Regions from separate parts of the Mus musculus genome. Here region 2 is linked to region 1. Evidence: chromatin contacts called from public Hi-C data. All regions are on one chromosome and are shown on one strand. Each heading gives the region's core, a stretch centred on a gene start, on an enhancer-like site or on the middle of the called end of the contact. The rest is flanking DNA. Distances are from core to core; before and after follow the strand shown.

What was found. A called contact is a pair of places that touch in the nucleus more often than the background predicts.
Region 2: a contact with region 1 is called in a Hi-C map of CD8 T cells, with 2.9 times the contacts expected there. The contact joins two enhancer-like sites. A contact is called at or near these places in 2 of 484 Hi-C or Micro-C datasets (CD4 T cells and CD8 T cells) and 1 of 115 datasets of contacts at active chromatin or transcription factors (thymic regulatory T cells).

The regions. Positions count from the first base shown.
Region 1 is chr15:60,118,777-60,121,428 of GRCm38.p6, reverse strand. No RefSeq gene overlaps it. Among named protein-coding and RNA genes, the nearest start is that of Gm41331, 22 kb to the left of the region's middle. Within about 2 kb of position 1,343, at least 16 of the 459 cell types and tissues checked have an H3K27ac peak or open chromatin away from gene starts, as enhancers often do. A contact at or near this core is called in CD8 T cells and thymic regulatory T cells, where this site is marked.
Region 2 is chr15:62,163,647-62,166,298 of GRCm38.p6, reverse strand. All of the region lies in intron 1 of Pvt1 (Pvt1 oncogene), which reads right to left. Among named protein-coding and RNA genes, the nearest start is that of Pvt1, 130 kb to the right of the region's middle. Within about 2 kb of position 1,323, at least 42 of the 459 cell types and tissues checked have an H3K27ac peak or open chromatin away from gene starts, as enhancers often do. A contact at or near this core is called in CD8 T cells and thymic regulatory T cells, where this site is marked.

The DNA of each region.
Region 1 (2,652 bases), core at 94-2,593:
CATGTGTCTCTTTCTCTGCTTGAAACTAGGGAATTATCCTTTAGAAACTGTGCCTACAATGGATGGACCTGGAGGGTATCATCCTGAGTGAAGTAACCCAATCACAAAGGAACTCGCACAATATGTACTCACTGATAAGTGGATAATAGTCCAGAAACTTAGGATACCCAAGATATAAGATACAACTTGCCAAACGCATGAAATTCAAGAAGAACGAAGACCAAAGTGTGGACACTTTACCCTTTCTTAGAAATGGGAACAAAACACCCATAGAAGGAGTTACAGAGACAAAATTTGGAGCTGTGACGAAAGGATGGACCATCTAGTGACTGCCATATGCAGGGATCCATCCCATAATCAGCTTCCAAATGCTGACACCATTGCATACACTAGCAAGATTTTGCTGAAAGGACTCAGTTATAGCTCTCTCTTGTGAGACTATGCCGGGGCCTAGCAAACACAGAAGTGGATGATCACAGTCAGCTAATGGATGGGTCACACGGCCCCTAATGGAGGAGCTAGAGAAATTACCCAAGGAGCTATAGGGAACTGCAACCCTATAGGTGGAACAACAATATGAACTAACCAGTACCCGGGAGCTCTTGTCTTTAGCTGCATATGTATCAAAAGATGGCCTAGTTGGCCATCACTGCAGAGAGAGGCCCATTGGACTTGCAAACTTTATATGCCCCAGTACAGGGGAACGCCAGGGCCAAAAAGGGGGAGTGGGTGGGTAGGGGATTTGGGGGGTGGGTATGGGGGACCTTTGGGATAGCATTGAAAATGTAAATGAGGAAAATACCTAATTAAAAAAAAAGAAAGAAACTGTGCCTACTTATATTCCCTCTTGAAGACAAAAATAAAATTAATGATCTGAGTTATTTTCTAATACAATGGTTTCTTTTGGTATAGCTGTTTAGTTTGATAAGTATTTGAATTTCCCATCTCTGTAAGCATGGCTGGGGTAAAGGGTTAAGGGGTGCTCATATATGTCCTCAAAGAATGAAATTCAGAATTGTTTTTGAAGCTGCTTAGTTCCAAGGAACTGTCTACAATCAACTAGGTTGTAAATATTTTTATTAAAACCCTTCCTACTCTGTAGAGGTCCAGATGGACCTACAGCCAAGGTTACTCTCTGAGTATGAGCCTACCCTGTCCTTGGAAGCTCATGTCCCATGGACAGTCCTGTATCTAAGGAGACAATAATTGAGGTGTAGGGTGGGATCTTCAAAAAGATGATATTGTCTATTGAGAAAAAGCATGAAAACCACAGCAGCTATTGCACAGGAAAGAGACAGGATATCACACTAGACAACACCCTATTGTTTAAACGCACACACACACACACACCTACAGAACACTACCATGGGGTATAAACCACAAGTTTTAGGGTGTCAATTAGCAAATGTTATGTGCTCTTCCTCTGACAAGTCTTTCTGTGGAAAGATCTTCCAGCCATCTCCATCCCTAGCTTCATCCTTCAGTGTTCACATTACCTTCCAATAACTTTTTTAACAAAATTTGCCCCTTTTTGGTATCATTGAATTTTGCACATAATCCTGCCTGGGATTCCTTCCCAAGCTTCCACTGGTTGTTTTATGTCCTATAGAGTAGAAAGCATGACTTTCCCCCCCCCCAACCCCCCAGTTCGCTGCCATCTGTGATTTTAAATTATAGCTGACTTATAAATCTACAAAGGAAAACAGAAGTTGGAATAGTTCGGAATTCATTGTTCCATTCTTACTTATTTGTAACATGTAAAGAGCCAGTCAGTTAAAAATAAATAAATAGAAGCCCAAAACGCCCAAAATAAGCACTACCATTTAAATGGTTCTAATTAACTAACAGAAAAGAATGACCATGCTTACCTGCCTGAGAATCATCTTAACACCAAGTATGACACTGGTAACATCTGACCTAGTAAAACAGATTTTTTTTTTAATTTAGATAGGATATAAACTTGAGTGTTTATATTAAAAAGTGTTGAAGCAATTTCAGGGTATGCTCCAGAGAAAGGGAAAATTCACAAATTCAGCACTTTCGTGGATGTGTACAACAGGTGGTAGAAATAAGAATGGCTAAATAAACATTCTATGACATAAAGACCATGTCCTGTTGGGTGTATCCTGGGGAACAGGAGTTTAAAAAAATTATCTTAAAGCACAGACACAAGGAAGCAACTTACTTGAAACAGACTTAACCTGCATATGGGCACAGACAGCCCCCGAAAAGAAAATATTCAAACAGGCATGTTAAACCTGGTGTTGACACACAGAACATCAGGTAAGGCAGCTCAACTGGGTTCCACTCAGTACATTCATGACCAGGGGACAGATCATCTAAGTATGGACGGTGGGAGGTAGCATCCAGTGATGTATCGTTTGAGCAATGGTGTGGAACTCTGCCCCTCTGGCTGGACAGACATTGCAATCATGAAATCAAAGCAACTGTGATTGTCCCGAGACCTCAGAGGATTGAACCCCAGGGGCGGGGGGCTCAGAGAGCAGTACAGCATAAAATGTTTGCATGTGTCCCATCCTTCCTCCTAAGGATATAAAAGAACTTAACAATTGCCGTGGTGGGAGCAACTCTTCTATGATCTACCCATATATTACCCACAATCCTGTAGGTTGATTTTGACCGTGCCACTGT
Region 2 (2,652 bases), core at 74-2,573, 2.0 Mb before region 1:
GGGAATACCGCGTAATACTTCCTTAAGAACAGAATCTCCTAAACTCCCATACCAGGACTGTGCTGTGCTGAAGGAGGAATCCAGCCCAGAGTTCCTGTGAGGTTAACAAGTCCTGAGGTGGAGAAGGAGGCATTGAGCAACACAGACAAGAACTTACTGGCAGGGTTTGTTTCGTTTTATTTTGCTTTCCAACGATCCTTGTGAGTTTTCGCTTATGCCCCACAGAGAACCTCCTCTAAGTAGTTTCATGACACCCCAGTACACATATCCACACACAGGGGTGAGGAGGGAAATACTGACAAAGGAAAAAAAGAAACAAACATACAAATGAGTTCTTAAATATGAAAATGATCTCAAGTGACCCCGGGTCAACTATCAACCTATGAGTCAGCCCAGGACAGGACAGAAGCCAACCATGAATCTCATCAAAGAAGATATCAATCCCAAAGAAGTCACTCGCTGGAGTCACCCAGCCTCCAGTTTGGGGTTTACCATGTGATCACTGTTTTGGGGGTTTTTAATTTATTTTTTTAAATAAAAGCTATTTTATTGCCAATGGCAGAGTAAAATGAGGTTGAAGATGTTTGTGTAAGACAGGTCTGAGTGTGCAACAACAGATGTGGTCATGCGTTTACAGGCAGACATATCTATACAGCAATCCCTCAGTCCCTCTTGATTTTCATACATCTTTTCCATCATAATTAGAAGAAAAAAAAAAAAAGCAGCATTTCACACACGGGCTCAATGTTCAAGTTTCTTCACTTATACTACACTGCCATTGGCTCATCTTGAAGGAATCCACATGGAATATAATATATATCTCACATGGGAAGTATACACAGTGGTAGAGAGGTAGGGGCAGAAGGATCGGAAGCCTTGAGTACAGCTAATGCCAACTTGGTCAACATGAAACCCTGCATCAAACAATGCGAAACGAATGCATCGCTCTGAAGCCCAGGAGGAATCGAAGCAGGAGCACTATAAGGAAGTCAGAGAGAGGACTCAGGGACCAAAGGGCTGGGAGCAATAGCCCCAGAGAGAAACTGCAAATCTCAGCTGAAGTTCCGGTTCCGCTCACGTACACCCAGGTGACTGTGGGCACGGCTACGCATCCAGGCAAACTCCTCTCTTCCTTTGGGACAGCAAAGGTCTAGAAATTCTCTGCTGGGCTCTTCCAGCTACTGTAGGCCTTCCTTGTGCAAAAGGGGCTCCAGCTAGAGAGTTGAAGGAGCTCCAGCATGCTTTGGGGCAGAGAGCAGAGACAAGGTGCTGAAGAAGCCTCAAGGCCACAGGATGCTGTGGGTTAGGCAGGGAGAAGAAAATCAAAGAAAGCTGTCTAGAAAGGTAAACAACTGCTCATACTTAAAACAAACCTTAACAGGAACACATGACTCTCTGACTCTCTCTCACTCTCTCTCTCTCTCTCTCTCTCTCTCCCTCCCACAAAGTAAGAAACCCAAAAATAGTTGAGGGGGTGTATCTCAAAGATTTTTCTTCAGAAAAATCCTGTTTTGCTCATCAAGCAAAGCTGGGGCAGGAGAGAGGAAGAGAAACAAGTGTTAAGTTCAAAGTCACAAAGCCCAGGGGCCAGGGGCCAATTTGGTGGCTTCATAGGTTAAGAATAAGTTGTTTCGGTCCTGGCCTTCAAGCTCTGAAGCAAGTCAAAAAAAAAAAAAAAAAACAAAAAAACAAAAAACAAAAACAAAAAAAACAAACAAACAAACAAACAAAAAACAAACAAACAAAAAAACATCATTTTCACACAAAGGCTCAATGTTGAAGTTCACACACTTGAAGTTAGGCCAACACTACCCCTGGGTCATCTTGAAGGGATTCACATGGAAAAGAATAAAGTAGCTTCTAGAAGCAGCAGGTGTTGGTGTAGGTGAAGGTCAGCATTCTCAAAGAGAGTTGGTAAACAAACAGATGGGGGTGGGGGGATAGATCCTCCCTAGAATAAATATATGTGAATTAAAAAGAGATTATTTTGTACCTATTAAATAACATGTTTTTTTAAAATACTAATCGACATTGGTGGGTGGTAAAGCTGGCATGTCCTCCTGTTAACTGAGGCAGTGTAAACAACCCTATTTAAAGTAATTTGGCAATATGGGTCAAGAGTTATTAAACTGTGGCCTTTGACTCAATAAACCTTCTGCTGAGAATGTGTCCAAATGATTTCCAAGAAAACTTACATGCAGAGAGGTGCACAGCCGCACCCCCCCCCCCCCACACACACACACACACAAAAAAAAAAACCCCAGGTGTAAGAGCAAACTGGAGTCCCTTGTATGCCAACTGGTTTTAAATATAATCAGCTTCACTAACCATGACACACTGATAGAAATGAGCATTGTACGGTGCTTTAATATAAATGATGAAAGTTTAAGATATAAACATGATTGGATGAAAAAGAGATGACAAATAATTCTCTACCTCCATGCCTATATATGATAATTAAGCATGGATGAAACCCTAAAGCCCTAAAAACGACTCAGGATATGGGAAACGGACAAACTCAGAAAGCATCAAAGGGCAAGTTGAAGAAAGCAACCTTGCTGGGCATGGAGGTACACACTCAGAATCTCCATCCCAGGAAGGCAGGGAAGCAAGTCTTAGGGGTTCGCTGGCCAACCCATCTAACATAATTAG